Regions from separate parts of the Mus musculus genome. Here region 1 is linked to region 2. A link is a contact called in public Hi-C data. All regions are on one chromosome and are shown on one strand. Each heading gives the region's core, a stretch centred on a gene start, on an enhancer-like site or on the middle of the called end of the contact. The rest is flanking DNA. Distances are from core to core; before and after follow the strand shown. Region 1 has its middle 7.8 kb from the start of Sst. Region 2 has its middle 67 kb from the start of Gm31430.

Evidence for each region. Hi-C and Micro-C count contacts between places; a contact is called where the count stands out from the background.
Region 1: a contact with region 2 is called in a Hi-C map of the HPC-7 cell line, with 6 times the contacts expected there. The contact joins two enhancer-like sites. A contact is called at or near these places in 7 of 39 promoter capture datasets (3T3-L1-derived adipocytes, the HPC-7 cell line, cranial neural crest and 4 more), 1 of 15 datasets of contacts at CTCF or cohesin (CD8 T cells), 11 of 484 Hi-C or Micro-C datasets (the HPC-7 cell line, cortical neurons, cumulus cells and 6 more), 1 of 115 datasets of contacts at active chromatin or transcription factors (neural tube) and 1 of 9 other capture datasets (embryonic stem cells).

The regions. Positions count from the first base shown.
Region 1 is chr16:23,895,738-23,901,478 of GRCm38.p6, reverse strand. No RefSeq gene overlaps it. Among named protein-coding and RNA genes, the nearest start is that of Sst, 7.8 kb to the right of the region's middle. Within about 2 kb of position 3,053, at least 58 of the 459 cell types and tissues checked have an H3K27ac peak or open chromatin away from gene starts, as enhancers often do. A contact at or near this core is called in the HPC-7 cell line, where this site is marked.
Region 2 is chr16:23,777,841-23,782,768 of GRCm38.p6, reverse strand. No RefSeq gene overlaps it. Among named protein-coding and RNA genes, the nearest start is that of Gm31430, 67 kb to the left of the region's middle. Within about 2 kb of position 1,923, at least 6 of the 459 cell types and tissues checked have an H3K27ac peak or open chromatin away from gene starts, as enhancers often do. A contact at or near this core is called in the HPC-7 cell line, where this site is marked.

The DNA.
Region 1 (5,741 bases), core at 1,804-4,303, 120 kb before region 2:
TGTTCAGAGTGCCGTGAGAGATAGAGATTGTTGTGGTTGCCCTGCCGCAGACAGACTTAGCAGAAGGTGAGCACGGTTCTCCGAGGCTCAGCATGTGTGGTAAGCAAAATGGAAGAAGTTAGAAGGACGTCCAGGAGGGCCTCAAACCTCAGTGCCAGGAGTGGGGATCCCCCTGGAGGCAATGATTTCTATGTGAACTATTGAATGGAGACGATTATATGATCAGATGCATATTTCCAAGTTGATCGAGACTATAGAGTGTAAGGTAAATATGAAGGGTCGCGGCTAGTAGTGCTGATGGGGCAACTGGTGGAGGGAAGGCCAGTTAGGAAGCTTGAAAAATGTTTACAAGAGACACATTATGATCCTGAGTTAGAGTGGGAGCTCAACTTGATGATAAGAGAAACTATGAAGAAACATACAAAGGACACTTAAACAACACACAAAGATAGTAGTTACTGGCAACATCAGAAGAGAGAATCGGGAACTGTCAGCTTAGGAGTTATTTGCATAAAGCTGAAGATTATAATTGACGTTGCATATCCATTCAGTGCTCACTAAGTGTTTTTGCAAGCATTTACTTTATTTCAGGCTGTTTTCAGGGCAAACCAAGACAGGAAAACATTGTCCCTGATGTTAAGAAAAGTTCTTTAGCAACAAAGGCGAGGGCTTTTTAACAAGGGACCAACAGGCAGGCAAACTACCGACAGATAATAAGGTAATTGCTCTAATGGAAAACAAGCAAGCATATAATACGTCTTGTTAAAGAATTATTTAGGAGTATGACTGCCCCTTTGTCCTGTGGCTTCTTAGAAGTCAGGGTGCATGCTTTTGCCTTAGTCCTATGAAGTTGTCACAAGTGTACAGAAGGTCTGTGCTATAACTCACTGAGAGAACACTTGCCTGACGGGCAGAGTGCTCTGGATACAAGAAAAAAAAAAAAAGTCTGGCCTCCTTTTACTCCTTTTAAGAGAAGAAAATGGGGATTGCCCACAAAGACATAGCATTAGATGAGCTTAGGCTGAGGCTCTGGAGGAATGGAGAGAACATCTTCAGAGCATCTTCTGTACTCACTACACGCAGCAGGACTCCTTCCTGCCTGGGGCTCCTTTCTCCTCTTGTGGCAATCTAAGAACACAGTTTTCTGCTGAAGCAGAACTCTTGGTAGAAACCCAACGTTGACATCTGTTTCCCCGTGACTCCTGCTGTCAAATGTTGCTTAGCCAATGGTTTATTTTTTTCCCAAGGCATGGCATTGGTTCGTCAATTTATCCAAAAGTTTTCCTGAGTAAGAGATGCAGAGCCAGGGTAAATGAGAGAGTGGGAGGGATGAGTCCCCATCAGCAATCAAAGCAGATGGTGATATGTACTGCCTCAAAGCTGAGTAGATACAAAATATTCCTGCTCAATCTCCTTTTGACCTTGTCTCCTCAGATAGTATATTTTCTAGAATGCTATTGGATTGGGGAAAAAATACCCCCAAGCCCCTCATCATTACATTGCTAATGTTCCAGGAAACATCTGCCTTTCTTTAATTCGATATGGTTTGAGCAAATCTCAGTCCTTGAGACTTAAATCTTCACACCCAGTCCACCGTTACTGTGGCAGTTCTAAGCCTGGCTTACAGGTCAACAAGAGATGCATCATGGCGCCGATTGGAATTGATTGAGATGGAGTCAGATGGCTGTCGGGAGGGGGAGTAGGGTTGCCCTATGTGACAGTGGTAAGATTAGCCTCCAGAGTCCCTGGCACAGCCTACTCTTTGGGAGAGAGCACTTGGAGGTCTGAGCTTGGCTCTAGGAATGCAGTGGAGGTGGGCCGGAATCATGATCCCAGTGTAGTGTAGATCTTACACAGCTCTCTGGGCCGCTCTGAGCCAGGGGGAAAGCAGAGAGCTAGGCTTAGTGTTTGTATTCCCCACGGCTGCCATTATGTACCACAAAGTTAGAGAGGTTAGGATGGAGACACGAATTTGAGGAGAAGGGTACTACTCAGTTTACTACAGCCAGTAAACTGCGTTTCGGTAAGCAGAGAGCCAGGGAGCTCTGTGATGAGCTTGTCCTAAAAGGGTGGAAGAGAAGAGGTCAGAACCAGGTCCCAAAGTGGTGGACTGGCTGCTGCCAGAGACCCCATCAGGACTGAGTAGCTGCAGGGGAAGCTTTGAGCCTGGAACTCCAGTGGCCCAGCTTTCTGCAGTGTGGGGGATTCAGCCCCCGCAGTCACACATTTCTTCATTGAAGATTAAACTGGAAGCATCCTAATCCATTGTAAATGCTTAAAAGAAGCTATTTGAGAACTATATGCTAGCGAGCACTAGCGAGAGAGGGTTGCAGGTCAGGAAGGGTCCTTGGTTCTTAGGATGGGGCAAGACTGCGAGCTCTGAAAGCGCCGGTTAGGCAGTGGAAAGAAGAGCCACAAGGGGGCGCGCCCAATACACAAGATCCCTTTCCCTCCTCCAGAGATGTGAGCTCTGTGGATCTCAAGGTGAGAAGGCAGCAGCTTCTTCGAAATGTGTCATTGACTGTAAACAGGTCTGTACTGGAGCGTTCAAACCTAATGCAGGAGGAGACTGAGTTCCAGAACGATCGATTACCTTTTAAGTTTGTTCTCCTTTCCAGTTCTCGTTCTTAGGAAACTTTCTGGCATCAATTAGGCGGCATTCCTGAAGGACATGTGCTTCTTCTGTCTTGGCCGTCCCTGTGCAAAGAGCCCTAAACCTATTTGGGAAGGCCAGAGGGAATAACACTGCATTTAGAAATGGTTGGTTGTCCCTTTTAGTAATCTTTTTATTTCATGGTTCAGTGAAAAAGAAAATTCGCGTTATTGGTTAAACCTTGTTTGGCTGCCTAGCACAGACTATGACTCGAAGTGTTCAAAAACTGCAAGTTTGAAGGAAGAATTGATGTTGCGTGTTTCTGTGTGCCTCCTGCATCGAGCACCTTGCCTATGACATTGAGAACGTTTTAAAGTGAAACAATGAAGAAAACCTGCCCTGGGCTTTTAAGACGGCTGTCTGCTATCGGTGGAGCCAGCAGAGGGCAGAGGAGCTCAGTTTAACAGTTGGATCCTCTCCTCTGAGAGCAGCCCGAGACAGCACAGCAGGTCTGGCTGGATTTATGAGATTAGGAAACACCCAAAAGGACACAGACACAGCAGGAAAGCCTGGAGGAGCAATTTCCACATCTCTGCCCGTTAATCACCAAAGCTTCTCCCATCGGGTAATACCCTTGTCAGGAAACTAGGCTCTGCTCTAGGCAGCTGTGGGTCCGCAGAGAAAAGAACGGGAGCTACCATGAGCGCATCTTGGTCCTCGACCACTCGGGAAGGGAGCCAAGGATGAGTGCAGTACTTGTCACCAGGAAAGACTGCAGAGCCCAGTGATATCAGGTTCTGAATAGCGAAAGCCAGGCAGCCCCCAGAGGCTTGCTTGGTTTCAGTTTTCCTGTATGTAAATCGAGGTGCTTTTTAAGGCTCTGGTCTATAGGCTAGGGCACATTTCTGACCCCATCCCTGCCTCTGCCCTCAACTCTTAGAGAAAGAAGTATTGAGAAATCCAATGAGCAGGCACTCTGGACTCACAAAGTCACACCCATGAGAGAAAGGGAGAAAGAGCAGAGATGTGATGGAGAGAGGAAGAGACAAGGAGATTCAGGAAAGCAGCAAGCAAGCTGGGAGAAGAGATTGCCAGGGAAAACAGCAAGGAGGCAGAGGTGGCCATGAAGAGGAGGAAAGCACAGGGAGGAAAAGACAAACATGGATGAGAGAAGGGAGCAAGCAGAGGAAGACAGCCCAGCCGGGCAGGGGACAGGGCTGGGCAGTGGCCTGTGACCACAGATTTCCAGGGTGGCGAAATCCCCGCTTGATGACAAGCTTTGAATGCGAGCCAGACTTATATCAGGGCTGCCACTGTGGTGCCCAGACAGTCCCCTCGTGAAGCCAAGATCAAGAATCAGGCTCAGATTTGAATGTGAGAAAGCTAAAGCTGATTTAATTGGGCCCTTTGTGTTCATATGGCTTCTATCAGTCTGTCTCAGTGTGGAGGACTCCAAATCACGGTGAGGATGTTGTCTGGCAACTGTGCGGAGGAGGAGGAGGAGGAGGAGGAGGAGGAGGAGGAGGAGGAGGAGGAGGAAGCAGTGATACCTAGTGGGATTCTTCAGACCCACTGATGGAAGGCTCTGGCTAAGACTATTCCTCCTTGCTGACTGCACTGGGAAAATTCTTGGAATACCTCAGTGTTAAGCCTCTGAAAGTAGCAAGGCAGGTGGGAAGGCTCTACCACATGTCAGGGAGACACAGACCTTGGCTTGGTTTCATTCCACAGGGACGTCTTGAGCAGACCTGAGAGAAACAAGTGAAGGTTTCCAGAGGGACCAGTGAGCCCACAAAGAGAAGCTCCGTAGATGACAGGCAAGGAGATCTCTTCCTGGCCCCTCCCTCTAAGAGGATGGGTTGGATGAAGTAGCAGAGGTTGCCCTGATCTAGCCCAGCTCCGGAGGAGCTGTGGAATGGGAGCCCCTGTCTGGCTGACATTAACACACTCAGTCAACCATGAAACCCAACCCAGACCTGGCTTAGAATCAGCTTTGCCGGTTGATGATGCTTTCTGCCCAGACCTCTCAGTAACTAGGAAGGCTTATATTTTTAGCAACTCCATTAGCATAGTCATGACAATATCAACTCTCGGCATAAGAGGCAATCACAGTGGGTAGTGTTTAGTTTTATTTATTTCCTTTTCAAAGCTCAGAAATGACCAAGAGACCAATATGTGTAAGTTCTGGAAGTCGATGTGTGGTGGGTAGTGTATCTCAAGTGATGTAGTCCTTAGTAGCCCAACACCCACGATTCTTGTCCTACTTACAGAAGCACAGAGATATCACACATAAGGTACAGAAGCCTGTCTGCAACTTAGCCATCATTTTCAATAACAACCTTGTGCTCATTTTTTTTCCTGTCTGTTTTTAAGATATGGACTTTAGTATCAAGCTCAGACTAGATTTGCTATGTGGCTTCACTAACTTCGCTTTCAGAATTTACCCATTTCTGCCTCTGAGAGCTGAGATTTCAGGTATGGGTCACCAAGCCCGGCCTGTGTCTATCTTTCTTATGTTCTCTGGTGAAGATGCAGACATGGTTGGGACAGGTATCAGCCTTCCATGAGTTTTGAGGCTTATGGAAGAGACACAGACTATAAAGACACAGAAGTTCATAAAACAATCTGGGAGATTCTATTTCAACGGGTGAAGAAGACCCAATTTTGGGCACAGAAGATGGCCCATTAATTCTAACTGAGGAGTCCTTGGAAATGTCTTAGAATGAGCTATATGCCCTGACTGTCAGGGCAGGGTCAAAGATGCTCCAGGAAGAGGACACAGCAAGAACAAATGGATGTGGGAGAAAACAGAGCATTGTGCGCTGAGGAGTAAATGCTTGGGGTCCAGGGCACTGATTGACAAGGAGTGGTCCGGTGTGAGCCTGGTTAGAAAAACTTCATCTAAAGAAACATGCTTGGCTGACTGGCATGTCTGCATTTGGACTTGGCTGGCACTGGGGGCTCATTCAATGCTTTTGAGGTGAAAGTCGAGAGAGAAAGAATGGATACAATACTAATATGATTAGGCCTAAGACACCATCACACGCCCCTCCCTGAAGAAGATGTTAAACCCACAAGCTTTCCACTCTTAATTATCTATTGCAGTCACTGTGCTATGGGCTTTGTGGACGTTTTCAGCAACTTTGGA
Region 2 (4,928 bases), core at 674-3,173:
CATTTTGTAAGCTACAAAGTTCTCTTATATCCCATTTACTTGAGAAGAGACTACTTTTGGTGTGGTAAAGAAAGGGACAAGGTACCAATCATGGGACTAAGGCATAATACCTTGATTTATTTTGTCCTAACCAGCCAGAGAGGTGAGATTCATTTCTCCTTGAATGATTTAACACATGGAAACCAGGAGCAAGAGCCAAGAGTTTACATGTCTCCTTCTCTTTGAAAGGAAAATGTGCTGCTATCCAATTGCTTTCTCCACCAGTCTCCTTGACAATGAATAATGCTGCCTCCCTCATCAGAGGTCCCATGTCATTTCAGAGAAGCTTTGTTAATTTATCACCATCTTGTGTTCGTGCATGTGCACACATCTGCAAACTGTCGGCAAGCCTATCTCCTTCCCAAGAGGGAGTATAGCTCATGGTATTGGCACTCCATGTCTGCCCTCTTCAAGTGCTTGGCACATGGAAGGAACAAGATTTGGATGTACAGGATATGCAAGTAAATGGCTTGCGTGTGAGAGAGGCAGCAAGGCCTAGTATTAAAACCTTTTAAGATGGCTCAAAGGGCCAGTTTAATTTTAGCAGCATTTGCTAATATCTGAAAATAAACAAGACTCAACCGAGAGGAGCCTCAGGACTGTTGAGCAGAGATCTACAGTGAAACATGCCTGCCTGGCTTAAAGAAATACGGAAGCTAAATGAGGGGAAGGACTGTGTGGTGGTTAGTGTCCTGTGGCTGATGTGGCTGGGTGATAACACTCTGTTATTTAATCACATATCGATTAGTCTGGGTGTCACTTGGACACATTTTGTAAAACATCTACAGTTGGTTAACTACATAAAAGGAGGTTGCTCTGAACAACAGCTACAGGCAACAGTTGAAATCTTTGAGAACGAGACACTGCGTTTTCTCAGAAAACACGCTTGTCTTGATGGTGAGCCTGGAGCCTATGGGCCTGCCTTACATCTTCCTATCACCACAGTCCCATCAGACAATGCATGCGAATTGTTGTTTAAATTCCTTCCCTTGAGGAAGTATAAAGCCAGTCTACCCCTCTTTCTGAGGTCCCTACAACAAACTAACAAACCCAGAGGAGTGATTCCACCATGGGAAGTCAATTAGTTTATTAGGCTGTCCTGTAGCGCTTGGGTGAAAAGATACTCACAGGGCTGTGAGCATCCTTCTTCATTCTACAGCACTCGAAAAGCCTTACCCAACAGGGCTAAGCCTATTGATGAGCCCTGCCAACTCTTTTCTTGCCTTGACATATTCAAGCCTCTTCCCCAGGACAGGTGCAGAGTTTCCAGGGAGCAGGGAACAGGCATATACTCAAGAGTGAATCTTGTGTCCTAATCTTTCCACCATGTAAACCATTGATAAACTAGCTGGAATGATCTTTTGCCGAACTCACCAAGATGGCAGCTGTTTGGTTCACAGAACAATCACTCACTTGGCAAGAATAAATAAATTAGGCATATAGTATGTACAATTTCAAGAAATACACATTTATAACATAATGACTATATCCCTACATGTAAACATGTAGTTTCTAGACAACACTGAAGGAGTTGAACATGTTGATCAGTATGGACGGATAGGAAATGAAGGACAGAATTGAAGGAGAGAGCCAGAAGCCTCACTGTCTAAACCACAGGAGACAGGGGCTGGAAACTCAGCACAGCTGTTTCTCTGTATTCCTTGGAAACTGCAAAAAGCTGGAAAGTTTCCCACCTCCCCAGGTCTTCGCTGGAGTTGGGCTGCCGCTCGTCTCGTGGGCTGCCGCTCATCTCATGGGCTGCCGCTCGTCTCCTGGGCTGATCCTTGAGGATGCAGACTTTAACAACCAGGCGCTAAAGGGGAGGGAAGGGCAGGAGGGGCACCAGAAACCCACGCAACCCACAGCAACCCACAGCATCCTGCACCACCACAGCCTTGGAACTGTCTGCGTGGGTGTTCTGGCACTCCTAATTAGTACAGGCTCCCTCTGAGGCTGGAGAGTTTCTTTGATTAATGCCTTCATTAAAAGGTCTCCCCTAATCAATCAGCTATGGCATATGCTTAGAGAAAGAAGGTTCTTCGGGGTTCCATTACAGGCCTTGTGTCTGTGAATGAAGAGTTTACCGCTGAGGTGCGTATTAGTGGGTCTTCTTGCAGACACTGCTTGCCCTTCACCCATCCCTCCCACTTTCCTGTGCCCCCCTTCCCCTTCCTGCCCCTCCTTCCCATGCCACAGGCATTTTTATGACAGAATAAAATTTAAACCCTGTGTGGCACATTTTTTTCTCAGGAAAGTTTTCAGTTACCTCAATAATTAGCTCATTTGGGACAGGAGGTGCTATCCCTGACACTCCCTCACTGCTATGACAGCTACATTAATTATTCTCTACCTCAGCTTGAGTTTTTAAGCCTGCGTTCACATTGTTATTTGCCCTGTGCCTACTATGTGCCAGTCTCTGGGCTTGATGCTGAACCCAAAGATGATGGAGACAACAATAGGACCATATTTTATTCACCACCAAACCTGGACATTTTAAACATATGCTGGAAAAGGTGAACAACATGGGGGGCGGGGCAGGAAACAAAGAGGTTAATGGGCTTAAGATCAAAGTACGATGTAACTATGTCAGGTGGTTACCAATATGGTGGAGGGGCAGGTTCTTGTGCCTGATGGCTGAAGCCATCTTCTGGGACACCTGGCAGCCATTGTGACCAAATGGATACTGTCAGTCCAGGAGGGAGTGCATGCACACTGCGAAGGAATCAATATTTCTGGAAGTTTTCACAGAAACAAATTAAGTTAGCTGACCTTTCTCTGAAAGTGGATGAACACCAACCCTTCCTGAGGTCCCAGCTACTTCTGAACCCCAGAAGCAACTCCTGTCACACGGTGTGAAGTAAGATGCCCAACAATTCCAAGTGAGACCAGGCTGCCACGGAATGCCTCGCAGAGTTGCTTGGGATCCCTCAATGCTACGATAGGAGAAAATCAGATGGTGGTCCCTTCTGTTGTGTTTTATAAAAATATAAGGAGAGAAGGAGTTTGTTTGGTGGCTGTGCAGTCAGGTATGGGGAAAGGGGGTGCCTCTGTGGACCCATGCTGAAACATTTCTTCCCTCTGAAGGACCGGCCACACAATGGTATAGTATAGAATAGAGTTTATTCAGGGCATGGGGAGGAGAGTTGAGGTAGTAGAAAGAGAGAAAGTCAGAGAGAATAGAGGAGTAGAGGCCAGCAATGAGCACGTGGAGAGAGGGGGGAAGGAAGGGAATGGGGAGAGGGGAGTAAGGATTGGGAACAGGAGCAGGAAGGCAGGAGAGAGAAGAGGAGGCAAGCAGCCCCTTTTATAATGAGTCAGGCACACCTGGCTATTGCCAGGTAACTGTGGGGCAGAGCCTAGACTAAATGCCAACACCTTCTACCCTCAAGGTTGTGTGGCCAAAGTCTACTGGGAAGTTTGTACATTCGGGTAGTCTGGATGCTGAAGTACCAGGAGGTGACCGAGAGTCTGGAGGAAAAGCAGAAACTGAGAATCAGGAGCTGCTATTGGAGGAAGCTGCTTAAGAGGCTTTGGAAACAGGCAGAAAAGAACATGGGGGCGGGGGGTGGGGAGTCAGCAGCTTCACAGACGTTCTCAGGACCAAAAGATCCTTACTGTGGGCCCAATAATGACTGTTTGTGCCTCAAAAAAAATTAAATGAAACTAACATACACAAATAAACAACTTTTTAAAGAGTGAGTTGTGGCAAGAAGACCTTCACCATACATGGGATGTTGGCTGGCATCTTGGTGTTCAACTTCTCAGCTCCCTGAATGATCCTGGCCATAAGACTACCATTACCATGTTAGTGATGTCAACTTCTTCACATCACATCAGATCAAGAGATTCCACATCTGAGTGAGGCAGAGGATGTGTGTCTTAAGAGACTGGCTGTTTTGCTTGGCGGGCTGATGTCCTGTTTCATCCCACTTTCCTGCAAGCAACAGGATTTTGTTCTTAAGGCCAGTGAGTACTTCACTGCATGCGTGTGTTGCATCTTACTAGCTAGTCGATGGTATTGAGTTACCTGTATGGGTTCCCTATGAATGCACTATTATGAATGGTGCCACAGTAGACATGTATATGCAGGCTATACTATATAAGTAAAGGTTGAAAATAGAGTTAGTCTTCAAAAAGTTTAACAAACAGTCCAAAGTGTTCTGCAGGAAAGAGGCACTGTGGTAGTTCTGGGAGGGGATATCATATCCAAGTGGCATGGAAGTTAAGGAAAGTGGGATTGATTTTTTTTTTTTCGGTTTAATATTGCAAACTTCTTTTCTGCCACAGGCAGAAGCCAAGCCAGTCTATGACAGTGGCAGAGCAGAGTTATGCTCACGGACGTAGCTCCTTCCCTCTCCCCCAAGGGAACCAGAGCAGCATCACTTGCTCTTCTCTAGCCAGGAGGAAAGCAAGCAGCCCTCCCTTCCCTGACAGCGTCTGCAAAATTCACCGTAGAGTCTGATTCTAAACAAACCAATATATGGCTAGTGCCTGAGAAGTATTGAGTCCTATTTATCAGAGACTCTTTGCAGCAACTGCATGAGACAGATGACAATGTCATTGCCATCTTAGAGACAGGAAAACAAAGCACGAAGGGCCATGACTCACCTAGGGCTGTGTGATTAGTGAGAACAAAGATGAGACCCAGGCTGCTCGGCTCCAAAGCCCATGATAACAACCACTGTGCCACACTACTTCATACCATCCCCACAGTGATGCTCTCAACATTTGCTTAAATGCCTCAAGCCGTAGCCCAAGCTGATTGAGTGAGTGAGTGAGTGATTAATTGACTGATTGATTGATTTTACACTCCAGATTTTACTCCCCTCCTGGTCCACCCTCCGACTGTTCCAAATCCTGTACTTCCTTCACGAAGATGTCCCCACCGC